4 separate regions of the Sus scrofa genome follow, and regions 1, 2 and 4 are each linked to region 3. A link is a contact called in public Hi-C and HiChIP or PLAC-seq data. All regions are on one chromosome and are shown on one strand. Each heading gives the region's core, a stretch centred on a gene start, on an enhancer-like site or on the middle of the called end of the contact. The rest is flanking DNA. Distances are from core to core; before and after follow the strand shown. Region 1 overlaps FGGY (FGGY carbohydrate kinase domain-containing protein). Region 2 overlaps FGGY (FGGY carbohydrate kinase domain-containing protein). Region 3 has its middle 180 kb from the start of JUN. Region 4 overlaps FGGY (FGGY carbohydrate kinase domain-containing protein).

Evidence for each region. A called contact is a pair of places that touch in the nucleus more often than the background predicts. HiChIP or PLAC-seq counts read pairs in DNA pulled down with a chosen protein or histone mark.
Region 1: an H3K27ac HiChIP or PLAC-seq map of skeletal muscle shows a contact between it and region 3. The contact joins two enhancer-like sites. A contact is called at or near these places in 2 of 47 Hi-C or Micro-C datasets (embryonic fibroblasts and skeletal muscle) and 2 of 2 datasets of contacts at active chromatin or transcription factors (alveolar macrophages and skeletal muscle).
Region 2: a contact with region 3 is called in a Hi-C map of liver, with 2.1 times the contacts expected there. The contact joins two enhancer-like sites. A contact is called at or near these places in 4 of 47 Hi-C or Micro-C datasets (liver and skeletal muscle) and 1 of 2 datasets of contacts at active chromatin or transcription factors (alveolar macrophages).
Region 4: a Hi-C map of skeletal muscle shows a contact between it and region 3, with 7 times the contacts expected there. The contact joins two enhancer-like sites. A contact is called at or near these places in 3 of 47 Hi-C or Micro-C datasets (liver, psoas muscle and skeletal muscle) and 1 of 2 datasets of contacts at active chromatin or transcription factors (skeletal muscle).

Annotation. Positions count from the first base shown.
Region 1 is chr6:153,123,982-153,128,210 of Sscrofa11.1, reverse strand. All of the region lies in intron 5 of FGGY (FGGY carbohydrate kinase domain-containing protein), which reads left to right. Among named protein-coding and RNA genes, the nearest start is that of FGGY, 87 kb to the left of the region's middle. Within about 2 kb of position 1,985, at least 40 of the 83 cell types and tissues checked have an H3K27ac peak or open chromatin away from gene starts, as enhancers often do. A contact at or near this core is called in skeletal muscle, where this site is marked.
Region 2 is chr6:153,193,612-153,197,865 of Sscrofa11.1, reverse strand. FGGY (FGGY carbohydrate kinase domain-containing protein) reads left to right here. Exons shown (of 16, transcript XM_021097811.1): 2 at 110-267. Among named protein-coding and RNA genes, the nearest start is that of FGGY, 17 kb to the left of the region's middle. Within about 2 kb of position 1,260, at least 8 of the 83 cell types and tissues checked have an H3K27ac peak or open chromatin away from gene starts, as enhancers often do. A contact at or near this core is called in liver, where this site is marked.
Region 3 is chr6:153,506,033-153,510,846 of Sscrofa11.1, reverse strand. No RefSeq gene overlaps it. Among named protein-coding and RNA genes, the nearest start is that of JUN, 180 kb to the left of the region's middle. Within about 2 kb of position 3,201, at least 28 of the 83 cell types and tissues checked have an H3K27ac peak or open chromatin away from gene starts, as enhancers often do. A contact at or near this core is called in liver and skeletal muscle, where this site is marked.
Region 4 is chr6:153,073,120-153,077,447 of Sscrofa11.1, reverse strand. The region is part of intron 5 of FGGY (FGGY carbohydrate kinase domain-containing protein); the gene reads left to right. Among named protein-coding and RNA genes, the nearest start is that of FGGY, 140 kb to the left of the region's middle. Within about 2 kb of position 3,032, at least 8 of the 83 cell types and tissues checked have an H3K27ac peak or open chromatin away from gene starts, as enhancers often do. A contact at or near this core is called in skeletal muscle, where this site is marked.

The sequences.
Region 1 (4,229 bases), core at 736-3,235, 380 kb after region 3:
TCCACATGTAAGTAGTATCATGTGATAAATGTCTTTCTTTGTCTGGCTTATTCACTTAGTATAATAATTTCTAGGCCCATTTATGTTGCTACAAATGGCATTATTTCATTATATTTTAGGCTGTGTAATAATCCATCATGTGCATATGTATATATATAAATATTTGTCTTTTTAGGGCCACATTTGTGGCATACATATTTTATAAAATATATGTGCACACACACACACATATATACACATAGACACACACGCCACATCTTCTTTATCCATTCATCTGTCTTTTTCAGCTCTTTGGTATAGATCTAGATGTGAGTTCCATACCCTTGAAAGTCATACAGCCAGTAGGACTGTAATTTTTCAACTGAGTAGCTGTATAGCATTTCCTTTGCTTACCAGTTTTCTCTGAGACCTTGAATTTCTTTTAGAATCTAGTCTTGTTTGCTCTTTAATATGGTAAAAGTGGAGCAATCTCAGGCTGGGAGTCCTCATTTACAAATAGTATGACAGTATATTCTTTGCTGAAATAACATTTTTGACTGCACCCATGGCATGTTCCCAGGCCAGGGATTGAACCTGTGTCACAGCAGTAAACAGAGCCAAAGCAGTGACAACACCAGATCCTTAAACCTCAGAACTATCAGGGAACTCCTGCTGAAAATGTTTTGAAACTGTAAAAATGCTCAAGAATAGAGATCACGTTTTCCAGGTGCTATTACAGAATCCCGGAAGGTTCTTGCTGTGAGGGTGAAACTGCTAAGTGAAGTAGGGGTTAGGTTTTAAGGGGACCATATCCAAGTCATATATTGTTTAGAGTTCTTTTCTCTGACCCCGGAAGGCCTTCCTTGGGAGGGACAGGACATTTTGGTCTTGGTGGCCTCTTAAATCAGTTTGCTATCCTGGATGGCTGCCACTGTAGGTGAACTCTTGTGAACTTTTGGATATGCTGTACTTGTGTGATTCTAGGTAGCCTCTGAGTTTCAGTCTGATTAACGGTGTCAATATTCAGTCTTGGATACTGTAAGAACTCTGTGGCCTTGATGGTGAGGCCTTAGGACACATAGCATAAAATACACCTGGTGGCATGGTTTGAAACTTGGAAGAAATATCTGGTCCAGCCAGGTAACCCTGGGCCCTTGGTGCTCAGTTTGTCTGCAGAGTGTGGTGGCTGGATTAGGTGATCCATTTAGCCCCTCCCTGGACTGAACCTCTGAGTCCAAAAGTAATGGTGTCGACCAAAGTCTCCCTTTGACTTCTTTCTTAAAGCTCAGGTTATTGGAAGAAGTATTATAAAAGCCTGACATTAAATTCAACCCTTTGGGATATAATTTAGTGTCAGAATGCTGTATCCTTGTCTTCTTTTTTCACCTCTTCTAGTTAGTTTATTATTTTTTAAATACACCTTCTTTTTTTCTTGTTTTCTTCATTTTTCTTCCTTGCTCTAAATTATAGTCAAGGGCCTTTGAAGAGAATTCTTAAATGTTATTAAGAAATTGCAGTCAGGGAGCCCTTTGTTCCCAAGTCATTTAGAAGATTGCTTTTCCTTTTGTTAAATATGAAACATTGTCAACCTGCATTGTTAAAATGTGCCAAAAACTGCATTCACCACTAAAAAGTGTCAGCTCTCATTATTGCCCAGATATTATTCTTTTCAAAAGCTGAGCACTCTCCCCGGGCTTTCTAAACAATCTTCAGCTCATTCATCTTTCTGGTTTCGTTACGTTTTTGAACCTCTCTCAGTCCTACCTAGAGTGGCAGCCTGTCTTTTAAAAATTAATGGGTTCCAAATGCCAGTCAAACCTATTTCCGCCCTCAACCTCCTGCTCCCCTCTCCGGCCCTGCCTGTTAGGAGTCTTATACTCTGTATAAATATTGAGCTGCAGATAGTTTCTAAAGAGGTGTTTGGACTTTTAATTAACACTGACAGCCTGTCTGCCTGGGATTTTGCTCTGCTGTCTCCATGGAAAAGTCAGGCAGGTCATATGGAGAGGAGCGGGGCTCCGCAGTGGATATGTTCCTGGCGGCTGGCCCTAGAGACACTGAACTCCGAGCCAACCATGAAGTCATTTTGAATTTAAGGAGTCTTGCTAATCCAAGGCAATGTGTCTTAATTTGACAAAGTAAAGACTGCCCGATAAGCAACCCTAACTACAAGTTCTGTGAAACTGGGGGTGTTTGTAAGTTTAGATTGTGCTAGAGAAACGTGGTGATGTGGAAGAATGGGCTCGTTTTCTTCTGTTTACTCCCTTTCCCATCCCATCCCCCCCCTCCCCCCCCCCGACTTTGGCCCAGTTCAGCCCTGCAGTCTGGCCTCTGCAGTGGCTTGATATGAAATTTGAGAAACATATGTAGTTTTCTATTTCAGGAAAATGATCTCAGGGATTGAATGTGTTTTTTTGTCGGCTGTTAAGCTCTGATCTTGCCCAGTGTGGTTTTTTGATGATGGGAAAGAGGCTTCGAAGTGCTTTTTATCAGAATTCCTTGTAATAAACCTTAGGGCTTTTTTTTTTTTTTTTCGTTAGGCCCCCACCCCCTCCCTGGCCCTCAGCACAATGTCATCTATTCTGTCAGAAGTGGGAAGAAGTGCACGTTGTTCATGTTACAATCAGTTCATTGCTGCGGGCAGGCACATACACAAAAATGGCCGCTGTGTCCACCCTTCACAAAAGCTGTTTTAAATGTAGTTCAGTGGAGGGCCAGGGGTCTGCATACTGTTGCCCATAAAGGAAAAGGGAACCATGGAGGAGAAGTCGGCCTTTGTTTTGCCTTGGAAGGGCCAGTATTCTTCTTTGTTCTTGAGGTGAGAGCCAACAATGGGCCCAGTGCCCTGTAAAACCAAACTTCATTGATCCAGGCATGCAGAGGATGTGTGGACCAGCATGGCTGGGCCTGATGAGAGCAGAGCCGAGAGAGGGGTGAGGTGAAGTGCTGGCCGGGAGATGGGGAGGTGGGAGGCCGACTCGATTATTTTCATTTGGGTCTGACCTGCCCCGTGTCCGAGGAGGAGGCATGGCTCCAGCCCATCAAGGAGCATCTCTGTCATGGTAGAGAAGGGTTCCCTGCTTATTCACCAGATGCAGGCCTCTTGAGGACAGTTGCATGTCCACGTTCATCTTTGCTTCCAGGGGGTACTTGCTGAATGAATAAGAGAATGATGTGCTCCAGCGGAGATCTCTACAGAATACGCTGAAAGCATAGACAAAGGACCGACCTACCCATCCCAAGAGTTGGGCAAAAAGGGGGAGAAAGCACAGAAAGGTGTACCCAGAGGAAAGGGAGCTGGCATTCCTGGGCAGCATGCCCGTTATCCGATTTGATCCTTGTATCATTTTAACAGATGAGGAAACCAAGACAGGGGACACGTTCATCATCACACAGCCATGAAGGAGCAGAGGCTGGATCTGAAACTAGGTCTGCATGGCTCCTAAGCGATGTCATTTGGTGTGGCTCAATCTTCCAGCAAGGGAGGAAGGATGGAAATCCTGGTTCCTCTCACACTGCATTTGTCTCCACCACTTGTTTGGTTTGCAGTGAAAAGCCCCCCTCCCTCTGGCCCTGAGATCTGGGCTTTGTCGAAATGGTTTGGGAAAATTTAAGAGACTTTTGGGCAGTGGTGGAGATGGGCTTCCCCTGAAGGAAATGCATTGAAATTGAAGCTTTGGGGACCTCGGATTGCATGGGCCCCATGAGTGCAGGTAGCTGTTGGGAGTCGTAGAATGTTCTGGGTGGGGAGGGGTTGCAGTCAGGAAGGACTTCTGTGTAGGCATTTCTCATCTCAGGAAAAGGGAATCTAAATGCCCTAGGTTCCACTTATTTTAGTTTTTTTTTTTCCTCATTGTAAACCTTCATTATGGTACCTGATTTTATATTCATAATTTTGTATTCCTTTCTTTGAGTTCCCCATGTAAAAGCTTCAGGCCCTTTAAGATGGGGATTTGTCCCAGGAAGTGACATGAGAGCACCTTGCACGGAGGAGGGAACTCAAAGTAGCCGTTGAGTTTGGGCTCTGGGGTGGCACGCCAGCCCTGGGACTTAATCGTGTGACCAGGAGCAAGTCTCTTACATCTTTTGCACGTTGTTTCCCTCATTGTACTCTATGGGCTTGCTGTGGGGATTGAAAGAGTTCACATGGATAGAGCTTATAGGCCAGCGTGCTGAGGACTCGGGAGATGTCAGCTGCCCTCGCGGCTCTTGCTGTTATTTGTTACTGGTACCTGAGACCCACATAGATG
Region 2 (4,254 bases), core at 11-2,510, 310 kb after region 3:
AGTTGTTTAAAGTGGTATTTAATTCTTGTTGTTAAGGAGACTGAAGTGGACCAGCATACTCATTGCTTTTATCTTTTTCTTCCCAAACTTCCCAACCCCCTGACTGCAGTATAACTAAGTAAATGAATTGTGTGGGACGCGTGTACCTGGGTTCCCAGCCAAAGCCAGAGATCAAAGCAGAGAGAGGATATTGAGCTTCCTCCCAGATCCCCGAGACGCTGTCCCGACAGTCCTGGAGGAGTGGCTCTTTCGGAAATAGGACTGCAGGTAAGCTCATTCACTCGGGAGGGTTATAGGCTTAGGAAACAATGTTATTGCTATTTGGTCATTTCGAGGAAAAGAGGAGGAGAATATAGCAGAACAGCCCCTGGAGATTGGTTTTCAGCGCCGTCTCTGCAGCAGGATCTCTCCTTAGGATCCCGTGAATAGTTTTGCAGAGACCTGCCTCTCTGGGACCCTCTTCCCTTTTCTCACGCTTCCTCTGATCAGCTTGCACATTTGTTGAAGACTCAGCCGTGAAGCCTGTGGTTTCCTGTGGCACATTTCTAATAATATTTGGACAGGCTATCATTTAATGAACCACGTAAATATTTATCACAAGAGCAGTCTTTTGATCATGAACAGGGGCTAAAAACCAGTCCAGTCCGTGCTGGGGACTTGGCCGGGAGGCCGTTCCTGCCCTTCGGAGCCTTCAGTCGACTGAGAAGTTAGGTAAGGCTCTGGACATGTGTGCAGGCCGCTTGAATTTCTCTCTGTAGCTTTTCTTTCTCTTGGCCTCCCCAGTCCATGTCCTTCTTTCTCGGTCTGACCTGCCTCCCCAGATCCCCATCAGTTGTTTTTCCTTTTAGAGAATTGATCTCCGCCTGAAATGAATGAGCTGGGACCAACCTTCTGACCATCACCACTCATAAATCAGGCTCCGGAGCCCCACTGTCCTAGCCTGGAGCCCCAGCTTCTCTGATTTTGTGCTCTGTGGCCTTAAATAGCTTTATTGCGGAGAACCTCAATCCCCTTACCTGGAAAATGGGCTCATAGTGCCTACCTCACAGGGTTGTCACGAGGACGAAGTGAAAATTACAGAATCAGGTGGGTGACTGGCAGAGCATAGCTTAATAAATGCTATTGTTGCTGCTTTTGTTGTTGTTGTTGAAGAAGTGGTTGAAGGATTCTGTTTTCATTTTTAAGCTGGTGTGTGGAAAGAGCCCTAAACGTGCCTTAAGAGGCCAGGGTTCAAGTCCAGGTGCTGCTCTTGTTTACTCTTTGTGTCACTTGGGGTAAATTCCCCCATCCGTCTGAGGTATAAAATGCTGATAGGTTTATCAGCTTGATTGAATTTCAGTCAGAAGAGATGAACAAATGTATGAAAGCGCCAGACATGCACAAGGATCCTAATCCTTTTTTTTAAAAAAAAAACAGAAAAAGGAATAATGTTTTCCATTTTGCAGTTACTTTATTTTTTGAGGCCAAGAGGAACTGGAACACAGTTTGGCATCTAGGACACAGCAGCGAGGACTCATGACCCAGGAACAAAGGGCACAGAGGGATCGACAAAGAATCTGAGTTGCAGAAAATCCTCTGGCAGAGTTTTTATAACTCACGGGGTCAAGTTTCAGGGTAGCTGCCCGAGGGTTTGAACTTCTCTGCTTCCCTGCTTTCAGAGCCCAGGTGTGGAAACAATCATAAAGCGATCGCTGAAAACGATAGTAATGGGAAACACGGTGAACCTGAACTATTTAATTAGGATCTGTTTCTTACAGAAACATGAACTGGGAGCTGTGTGTGAACGGTGCAGGGCGAATGTAACACCCTGATCCCCTGGGTCTGATTCTCTTCCCAATGGATGTCTTGGTCGTATGGTCTAGAAATGGGTAGGGGGCCAGAGAGAAGTAGGTAGGAGCCTAGGTAGGAGTGGGTCAGTCTCTACAGGTGGCAGGTGTCCTGAGTTAGCCAGTTGTAGCCAAAGTAGGCAGGGACACCTAGCAGAGCCCTTGGCAAATAGGCGTTTAATAAAATGGAGGGTAACAGGCAGTAGAGCGTTCTAAGGACAGGTAGGGATGCTGGACCAGAGGGAATGAGATTGCTGTCACCTCTGTGACTCGCTAGTTGTACGACATTAGAGCGAGTTGCTTTACCCGTCTAGAACTCATTTTCTGCATCAGTAAGATGGGGATGTAACGGTAATTATCATCCAGGGTTGGTATCAGGATAAAAAGTGGATTAGAAATGTAAGCAAGGTGGTTAGTGGAGCATTGGATACACAGCAAATTTGTACCTTTTATTATTTACCTAAAGGTAGGTTATAAAGGTATCCGCTGAGTCCCAGAGACTTGGTGAGTTCGTGCTCTGTGCCAGAAACTGTGCTGGCACCAGGGATTCATCTGTGGTCCAGCAGCAGTGGAGTTAACTGTCTACTGGCAAAGCTCTACTTTCTATCCAGGGAGGGGGTGGGGTTCTTCTGAAGAGTGGGTTCTTTCCTGTTTAGCCAAGTGATGGGTCCACAACCCAGAGCTGGAGTAAGCCCTGGGTCAGCTGCAGAGTAGAAATCTGCCTCTTTGGGTTTGACTGGGAATAAATCAGGTGGGCTGGGTGGTGGGTGGCACGAGAGAGTCAACACTGAAGGAGCCAGGCCTGAGGGGCTGGGTCAGCCCCCAGGGGGACTCTCTTGTCACTGAAGCTGGCCAGAGAAGCCTGGATGATGGCCAGCCAGGTCTGTGTGGGCCAGAATGTTTGTATAGAGTCTTCATTCCCTATGTCCCCCCCACCGCCACCCGGTTCTCCTTGCAGTGTCTAGAATAATCTTGGAAAGTTGTAGCCAGGAATGAGAGATGTTGGCTTGCCAGGATCAGTGTTGAGGGGCAGCACCCTGGGCTCTTCCCAGGGAGACTGTGGGGAGCTAAGAGAGGGCATCCTAGTACAGCAAGAGCCTGTGTGTGGTCAGTAGGGGAGTAGAGCAGCTAGCCTCTCTGCAGGCAAAGAAACCGAGGAAGATGTAAGCCACTGTCCTGTTTTGTCCTTTACTGTATCCTCAGCTCTTAGCTGGGTGACTGGTCCTACATTTCTTCAAATATCCATCATTAATTGCAAAAGGCCTCATTATTTCCGATATTACAACGAAAACCTGCTACCAATTAATTGTAAGATGCCATTGATTGTAAGGTTCACTGATTTCAGAGAAGCTAAGTGAAAAAAATGAGTGTCTTAGAATTAATAAAATGTGATTGTTAGCATCCAATAAATATTTGTTAATTGGATGAGTAAAGCGTGCAGAAATTAGAAACAAGGCGAAACACTAGTGCAGATAAGTACAAACTTAGGAATTCAAACTGTTAAAGCATGAACCTGTTCATCCTTGTTTTCTGTTAAGTCACTGATTTAGGTGTTCATTCAGCAAAAATCTATTGAAAACCAATTATGTACCAGACACCGTAGGAGCTGGGGATACAGAAATTGGCCAGTTCCTTTTTTTTTTTTTTTTCCAAGTTCAGACCAGTAAGGGAGACAGACACAGAGACAAAACCAAAAAATCAGAGGTGGTCTTTTTTTTTTTTTTTTTTTTTTTAATGGCTGCACTCCCAGCATGTGGAAGTTCCCAGGCCAGGGACTGAATCCAAGCTGCAGTTGAGACTTCTGCTGAAGCTATGGCAATGCCAGATCCTTTAATCCACTGTGTGCTGGCCGGGGATCTAACTTGGGCCTCTGCAGTGTCCTGAGCCCCTGAAGTCAGGTTCTTAACCTACTGCACAACAGTGGGAACTCCCAGAGTGCTAAGTTTTTAAAGACAGCAAGGGACACAGTATTCACATGGCACCCAGGGATGTAAAGATGCAAGAAGAAGTCTCCCTGAACCGGTGATGGTTGAGCTGGATCTTAAAGTTAAGTCCATGGTCGGCCGGCACCCAAGAGAGGAAGTAAGGGAAGAGCAAGTGTGAAGTGGTGACAGTGCTGTAGCAGTGCAGAGCCCCTGGGAACCTGTGGGGGCTTCGGAATGTCTGGAGCTTGGTGCGAGAATGGGTGGGGCTCTGGGAGGCGTGATTGGAACTGCAGGCAGAGCACAGCTCCTGGTGGGCTGGGATGCTGGGCCCAGGGCCTCAGCCAGTGGTTCTCAGCCATCTCGAGTCCTGAGGAAGGACCCCGCCCAGCGACTGCTGGGCAGGAGAGTAGAGAGCCAGGCAGGGATGACCTTTGCTTCAAACAGAGCAGTTCTGCTTTGATCTGTTTTATTTCAATTTTCTTCGAGTTAGGGCTTAAAGAAAG
Region 3 (4,814 bases), core at 1,952-4,451:
TAGGACCACCCTGGAAGGTGAGCTCCAATGGACCCCTTGACCATGAGGGGTTGCATGAATCATGCATCCCTCTCCCACTCATCTGCGGCTCTCGGTGGCTTTGAGGACTGTCCCCTGCAGTAGTCAGCAGCCTGGCCTTGCAGCCAGCCAACCTGGGCTTGACTTGAGTGACCTCAGTCATCTGCTTAACTCTTCTAGGTCTTACCGTCACCTTTTAAATGGGAACATTAATGGCCACCACCTCCTAGAGTTTGGAGGAGATTATGTATAACCTGAGAGAATAAAAATGATCTCTGGCACATGAGAAGGACTTCACTGTGTGGTTGTTACCGTGAGAACAACAACACCTTGTTGACATATATTATTTTCCCTTCTTTCCTTTCTTCCTTCTTTTTTTTGGGGGGGGGAGCTCTTTTTTTTTTTTGGCTTTTTAGGGCCACACCTGCAGCATATGGAGGTTCCCCAGGCTAGTTCCCTGCAGCCCCTGGCCTACATCCACAGCAACACAGGCCTCCAAGCCGCATCTGCGACCTACACCAGAGCTTACAGCAATGCCAGATCTTTAACCCACTAAGTTGGGCCAGTGATCGAACCTGCATCCTCATGGATACTAGTTGGGTTCGTTTCTGCTGAGCCATGACGGGAACTCCCATGTTTTCACTATTTTTCTCATCATTATTTTTATGATTGGATCTGAATCATTTCTGCCTCTCTCATGGGTGGCTCCAAAGTCCCCTCTTGCCTGCCCAGGTCCTGGGGAAGGAGCAGTGAAGATGGGTGAGGTCCAGGATCATAGAACAACACTTTGCCCTCTACAGCTGCGCATGGGCCAAGGTCTGAGATGTCTGTGGCCATGTGAACTACTCTGGCAGATGCGCTGGGCACAGGATCTGGTTGCTGTGTGAACACTGTGGCCTGGCTGGGAAAGCTGCCTGTTAGCCAGCTTCCCGCTTCCCCTTACATGGAATTCTCTTTCTTGGGGAAGAGCTAGCCCTCTTAGGGTCAGCTGTGCTCATTGTCCCTGTAGGATGCCAGGATTACTGTTTTGTTCGTAATTTCTTTCTGTGATCATTCCTGTCCCACCAATTTTTCTGCTCGCTCCACATGTTCTGCGCCCCAGCAGGTTAACCCCTAAGAAGAACATCACCGAGGTTCCCCTGGACTCTAAATTATAGCTGCGTCTAGCCAAAGGAAATCTATAGCAGCAGGCAAGAGGAGTGTGGGAAGAGGCAGAGGTCAGGTGTCTGTCCCTCCCTTTGTCTGTTCCTTTCTTTCAAAGTCTGGCATTGGCTGTGACCCAGAGAGCCACAGTGCCCCGGCTGCTGCTCCCCAGGGCGTCAGCTCTCTGGCCTTCCAGAACATGTGTCTCTTCTCTTTGACTGACCCCTGGGGGGGGTGTGGGCTGCCTGCTGCCCTACCCCCCAGGGTGTCTTGACCTTCCTTGCTGGTTTCCTTAGCCCCAGTCTCAGCCCCAAACAGAGTCCTTCCCTTAGATTTTTTTGCTGTTCAGCCCTTCTGCATGCACTTTGTTCCCTGCCATGATTCTGGTCGATTCTCCCAAGGAAACTCTCCAGTGTTCCTCAAAGAGACCTTAGCCAAGAGCCGGGCACTTAATCTTGGTGTCCTTTAAGAGGGCACCCATCCAGAGGGATTGGAGCCACTTGCCTTCAAGAATGCCCACTAGTCTGCATGTGGGGCTGCAGAGGAAGCAGGTGCCCCATCAAGGAGAGCCTCAGGGGCCATAAGAGAGGGTTATGGACTGGCTCAATATTCAGAAATTCAGGTGCAAGTGCCTTTGAAGGAATATGCTGTTATAACACTATCAATGGAGTGTTGCTATCAGATCAGGCTGTGTCATCTTATCAAGCACAAAAGGAAAGAAAACATCTGACAAACATCATCTCCATGCTGGGCAACTTTTCCTTTGTGAGATCTTGTTCCATCCACACGCCAGCCCTGGGCGTAGGCAGTGTCTTCTCCATTTTCCAGTGTGGAAATGGAGGCTCAGAGAGGTGATCTGACTGGGCTTGGGTCGCCCAGCTTGTGAGTGGCAGAGCCTGGACACAAACCTGGCTTCTCTGTCTGCGTAAGAAGGGAATGGAAAAACATCCGTTGGAAGTACTGGGCCAAGCCTACTGAGGAAACTGGGCCCGGAAAGAGGCATTTGAATAGTAGAAAATCAACACAAATTCAACAATGATGTCTAGCTAGAGGCATCAACCATCACCCACTGCCAGGGCAGAGAGTCTATTTCTTCACTAGTAGCTGCAGGGCTTTGCACAACCAATTCATAGCAACTATTCACTCTCAACTACCTTCCTCTAAGAAGCCTCCTGGACCTTCCAAGTTTGGGCTATATGTCCCTTATTTGTTTCTGTGTAGTCCTTGTAATTGCTTAGACACCACATGCGTGTGTGCGCGCGCGTGTGTGTGTGTGTGTGTGTGTGTGTGTAAAGCCTTGAAGAATTCTGGAGGCACCTCAAGAAGGGCCTGAGAGCTATCCTTGCCTACAGAGAAGGTTGCACTGAGGGTGAGGGTGTAGACTCGTTTTTACTGGCCCTTGAGTGGAAAGGGGCCATGAGTGAAAGCTCCAGAGAGATCACTGTTAGATTCTCTTCAGGGTCAGACTGAGGTAGAACTTTCTAGTAATGAGAATCTCTCTATAAGGGGGCAGGCTGCCCTGAGACCCTGCAAGCACAGGCTGGAGAGGCAGCCACAGAGGAGACTGCACTGCAGATGGAATGGGGAGCAGATAAGACTGGACACGTCCCGACAGATGAAAGGTCTGTTGTGAAAACAAAACTCACCGCAGATTAATTTTCTACAAAGTGCTTGGCCCATCACGTGTATGAACTCATGTAATCTTGACACTGGCCTGCGAGGTAGGTGCAATCCAGTTCATGGATGAGGAAATTGGGTTCAGAGAGTTAAGTCACTGGCCCAGGAGATATTGGAAGAGCCAGGATCTAAATATGACCTGTGTCTGACCCTAGAGCTCCCCCAGGACTTAGGTGCATATAAGCTTCGCCCATGTCACCAGCACAACTTCGCTTATTTTGTTTTGTTTTCATGGGCCTCAGTTCCCCTCCAGGGTCCCTACCTCTTTGATGCCAGAAGCTGGCCAGCAGGCTAGGCCATCAGATACAGTTGGCTCTGGGAGGGTGGAGGCCTGGTCTGGGTCGTACTTTCCGGACTCGTTGGTTCCTCCTCTGCCTTCCTTTGTCTCCTTCTGGAAGGGACTCCACTGCTTGCCAGCTTGTCCCTGGACCTCTGGACACATTATGGATCCACATGACCTGGGAGGGATAAGCAGGTGACCTGAAGCATGACAGCTACAGCTAAGAGAAGGTTTCAGAAAGGTCTGTGGCTTCAGTTTCAGGCCTGATGAAAGGAAAAAAAAAATCTAAACACAAACCCAGCAGGCTGCCTGCCAGGAGTCTGTGAAACACAGTCCAAGCCAAAGCCAGTGTCGGCCAAGAGGGAAATTACAGGCCTTAAATGGGAGACTAGTCTGCAGAAAGCTCCCAGTTGTGTTTGGCATAAGTTTGTTTGCCTACATATGTGTTTATGTAGACGTATTTTTCAAAGTGTATCTCTTTATTATTTATGTATTTAGCCTCAAGACCCTTTTTAAAAACAATGTAGAAAGAGTACTTTAAAATACTTTAGCCCTTGATGATATTTGGGGCCACTCCATTTAGTTTAGTTAAAAGTCAGCTCATATTTACTGACAGCCTATTTTGTACCAGGCACTGTGCTCGGCGCTGGAGGTCTGGGGATGCAAAAGGCAGTTCCCTACCCCAAAGCAGCTCAGTGTCCAAAATAAGAAAAAGAAACGTGCACAAGTAAAGATCTCAGAATACCGTTGGAGACAAGGTCTCTCAGTTAAGTGTAGCTGGGACCCAAAGGACGGTGGAGAGGGGGTCTAGCAGGTTCTCACAGGCAGACAAAAGTGGAGGGGCCCTGGCTTGGCTGTATTCATTCATGGAGGTGTATGAGTCAGCTATTGCTGCAATAATGCTAGGTAACAAGCCACCCAAGACTCAGTCACTTACAACTATAAGAATTTTTTCTTGGGAGTTCCTTTTATGGCTCAGTGGTTAACAAACCTGATTAGGATCCATGAAGATACGGGTTCAATCCCTGGCCTCACTCAGTGGGTTAAGGATCTGGCATTGTCCTGAGCTGTGGCGTAGGTCACAGACACTGCTCAGATCCCACGTTGCTGTGGCTGTGTAGGCTGGCACCTATAGCTCTGATTCAACCCCTAGCCTGGGAACTTCCATATGCCATGGGGGTGACCCTAAAAAAGCAAAAAATAAAAATAAAATAAAATAAAAAATTTTTTTCTTCTCACTCTTGGGTTTGTGGGTTGGCTGGGTAGCTTGGGTTCCAGCTTCAGCTTAACTGGGGCTGTGGGTCAGGTGTGGGTCTGTTGCATTTGTCTCATCCTGTGAGCTAGGGTGAAAGGTAGCCTCTGGTTACTCCTTGCATGGTAAATGAGCAAGTAAGCAGACAAAAATGTAATGAAACAGGTAATACCTCTTAAAATTTCAGCCCAGAACTGCCATGCCGTCATTTCCCCCTTTTGCCCATCATTCCTTTGCCCATGATAAAGCCCAATATCACTGGACAGGAGAATGTATTTGCTCAGTCTAATGGGAAGCCCTACAAAGTCAAATGAAAAGTGTAAAATTCTAACATAAGGAGAGAAGGGAAAATTGGAGAAAGGTCCTGGGCTTCACAAGGAGACTTAATTTCAAATTTGAGTTACGCTTAACTGCTTTGGAAACTAGAGAAATCACTTAACTTTT
Region 4 (4,328 bases), core at 1,783-4,282, 430 kb after region 3:
TTCGTTAACCACTGAGCCACGACGGGAACTCCAGTAGGTGACAATCTTATCTGTGGCTCATAGATGATGGCTTCTTTTTTTCTTACATGACAGTCTAGAGATCAATGCTTTCCACGAGATCCTCCCAGAACCAGATGGTTTCTGTGTGTGAACAATCCTTAATATTGATACACTTGTCTGCATGATCGAAGGTGGCTATCAGCCTCCTTCTTCCAGGCAGCGGGATGAAAGATGAAGAAGACACCTACCTTTTCTCTTTAGTGGCACATTCTAGAAGCTGTCCCTACTTCTCCTTCCCAATCCTTTCTGCCTCCTGGCTGTCTGGCACTCAGGCTCTGCATAGGGGAAGTACAGAAGCCGTAGCAGTAATGGTGGCAGTGGTGATGGAGCTCTAGCAGAAGTTGTAGGAACAGTGGCAAGAACCACAATAGTAGTAGGAATAGAAATAGAGTCATCGTTTCCCGTTCAGAGGTTCAGAAGAAGTCAAAAGGTTAAGCGTACTGTCCAAGGTCACACAGCTCATGAGTAAACTGCAAAGCCCACGTGCGAACCCAAAGGTCTCTTTACAGGTCATCCCCCGCCCCGGCTGTGGTAGCTTTCAGTCCCATCTCACTGAGTGACAACTGTTTCTTTGCGTGATTACATCTCCACTAGACTCAGAACTCCTTGAGAAAAAGGACTTATCCAATTCCCTTTGGCTTTGTAGTGCTTAGTACAAGGCTGGGCGTATAGTCAGGAGTCCAGAAACCTGTTAGGTATCTTCATCAGGGTTTCTTAACCTTGGCACTCTTGACATCTTGGGCCAGATAATTCTTCATTGCTGAGCTCTCCTGTTGTGTGTTGTAGGATATTTAACACCATCCTTGCCATCTGCATGCTAGATGCCAGTAGTACTCTTCTCTGTGCCCCTGTCAAGTTGACCAAAAATGTCCCGAGACATTGCCAACTTCTCCCCCACCCCGGGGGCGGGGGGCGGGCGAGGGGTTCTTAATGGCCTGGTTAAGAACCACTGATTTAAATCAGATGAGGGCTGAGGAGTCTTGAGTAGCTCTCACACCCAAAAAGGACAAGTTCAGGGTTGGTAAGGCTGCTGAGTCTCTCAAAGATGATGATGTATTTTCCAGGCCTCTGTGTGTCTGGCGCACACAGTGGAAGCTTACTACACTCCGAAGGTGTCTGCGGAGGCGGCTGCTGTGATCCCCTGAGTGTGCCAAGCCTTCTTGGGAAATACCAGAGAGGGTCCCTCTGGAGGCCGAGCTTGCTGGGCCATGCAGATCTGCTGTCTGGCCTGGCACCACCTGGCAAAATCTCATCGCCTTAGCCAAAAAAATATACTTCCGTAACTCTCCTGGCAAAAAGGGCCATGTTCTGTTTCCTGATTTCTTTTTTCTCTTTCCAGATGTGTCACTGGTGACACGTGGAGCCCGTGGAGAACTCTCTTGGAACACAAACCTCTTATTCTTTGCCAGCACTGTTGTCAGGATTTTCCCACCATCAGAGCCAATCTAAGTTATGCTACCATGTGGTGGTCAGTGTCTGGGTATCACCGTCATCTTTCTTATTCTCAGGCCTGTGACATGTTACAAAGAGAGAACTTTAGAGGTTTTTCCATAACCCGAGTTAACCTCTCCCTGCTTGCAATGCTTCTGTTGATGAAAAGGGACAGGATTTCGAGATCTACCATCTTGCTGTTTTATTTTGGACACTATACTTAGCTTCTTTGATCCTTCATTTGTTTCTCTGCAAAGGAGAGTAACCTGCTTGTCCAGGCTACCCACCCCTCCAGAGTTATTTTAAGAGTAGAATAAGATAATCTGTGCAACACCCAGTATGATGTAATATTAGTGTACCTTTTGCACCCAAGGAGACTACAGCATCCACATTCACGAGCACTGGATTGTAAACTCAGTTAAGACAGACTCTGAGAGTTTGTGTTATGGCTCAGAGGGTTAAGAATCTGACTAGTATCCATGAAGATGTAGGTTCGATCCCTGGCCTCGCTCAGTGAGTTAAGGATCCAGTGTTGCCATGAGCTATGGTGTAGGTTGCAGATGTGTCTTGGGTCCAGAGTTGCTGTGGCTGTGGCGTAGGCCGGCTCTCATTCAACCCCTAGCCTGGGACTTTCATATGCTGAGGGCACAGCCTTACTAAGGGAAGGAAAAAAAAGTCACAGACTCTGTGTGTGTCTTTTTCTCCTGGTTATCAGGATCTAGAAAGTATTCAATACGAAGAAAAGTTAGAAAATGAGACCCTGTGGTCCATTGCCCCAGTGGGGGGGGCTGGAGAGGGGATTAGGGAGTTACTGTGTGGTTTACAGGTCACATTTCTGACACATGTTCCAAGCCACATTTTTAAGAGTTCACCCAGTCACATCCTGAGTGGACTCCAGGAAGCTGGGGGAGCATCTCTAGCCTGAAGGCATCCACAGTCACGTATCTCAAAATCTCTATATCTGCTGAACAAAATGTCTTTGGGCCAACTCACATCTTCAGGCAACCATTTGTGACTCCTGATTGACAGAGACCCTAGGATTAACACTGGAACAGGTGCTGGGCCGGTAAAGGTGAGGAGCTCAGAATCCAGTCGCAGAGACAGACAGGGAAAGAACAGTGAGGAAGTGAGAACGGCTCAGGTGTATGGAGCGCTTAGCCATGCCCTGTTCCTGCAAATGACGGCAACTTGTATTCAAGAGCCCAGTGTGAGGCAGGGGGTGTTATTGCCCCTGTGGATGAGGACAGTTAAGATGCCAGGAGGTTGAGTAACGTGCCCAAGGTCATGAAGCCGGTAGCTGGCGGGTGATGAAGTGTGCTCTGCGCAGTGGAGAAAGGAAGGACAGAAGCCCCTTCCGGATCTCACTCCTTCACTCAGGTCTCCTTCCTGCCCATCCTCCACAGAGCAGCCTAAGTGACCTTACAGTGTCACTGAGATCAGGCCATTCATCAGCCTCTGTTGCTCATGCAGTAACATGCCCCCTCCAAGGAGGCCCTGTGCCATCAGGATGCCGCCTCCCTAGCCAGCCTGGCCCTGTGCCTCAGGCTCTGTGCTCAGCTCCACGTGCTCAGCTGCCCAGGCCTTTGCAGTCACTCTGCCCAAGTCTCTCCTTGTTCTGAAGGACCTTTGTCGTTCCTCAGGCCTCAGATCCAGGGTCTTCTCCTCAGAGGTCCACCCTGCCTATCCTGCCCCAAGGCAGCCTCCCAGGTCACTCTCCTCCTCGTCACCCTGCTGGTTTCCTCCCTGGCGTATTTGCCAAGCTGACGCCCCCACTGGGATGTAAGTTCCAAGAATGGCAGGACCTGTTCTGTTCCCTGTCCCGTCGCATTGGTGACATGTGGCTGGCACAGAGTAGACGCAAAATACAAGCATGTTTGTGAGGGAGATCCTGTTGTGGCTCAGCAGTAAGGAGCCCGACCAGTATCCATGAGGATGCGGGTTTGATTCCTGGCCCCACTCAGTGGGTTAAAGGATCTGACATTGGTATGAGCTGTGGTATAGGTCACAGACGCAGCCTGGATCTGGCGTGGCTGTGGCTGTGGCTGTGGCTGGCAGATGCAGCTCCAATTCAACCCCTAGCCTGGGAACTTCTATATGCTACAGGTGTGGCCCTAAAAAGCAAAAAAAAAAAAAAAGAAAAGAAAAGGCAAGGACATATTTTATTGGTGGATCAAAGGAGGCACTGTGACCCACCCAATGTCATAGAAGTAACAGTGACAGGAGCTGAACCTTACACTCATCAGGACAGCGCCTTGCCTGAAACGCATTGCCTCCCCACTGTTCTCAGGTCAGAGTCCCCAGCGCTTGGCCTGGGCCATAGACCTTGATGACCAGCCCCTGCAGCCTCACGGCCCCGGTTCTCTGCACACCCTCCCCAACTGCTTTGGCCACACTGACTTCTCCACAGCGCACATTCCAGGCCACCTTCTGCTGGTCCAGCCCTTTTCCTGTTCTTTTCCCACAGCTCTCACTATCCTTCTGGTTTCAGCTTAAACCTTCCTTCCCTGGGAATCTGTCCCCGAGCCCCTGGCCCAGATGAGATGCCGCTCAAGGGCCCTTCATTGGATTGAGCACCCAGACAGTTCTGTGATTTACTCTCTGGTTTCTGGCTGTCCTGCCTTGCCTGCAGGAGAGGCAGCCTATTCATCTCAGCCAGCTCTGTGTACCCTGGGCCAACTCCTGGGCCCGTTAGGTGGCAGATGCTAAATAAACACTCGTCAAGGGACTGAGCACGGAAATGGACAGGTGTAGAGTGAGTGAGTGAAGAACTCCTAAATCTACTGTACCTCCCCCTTCTCTGGGGAGGCTCACAGGGTAAGATTCCCTAGCCTTTCGCG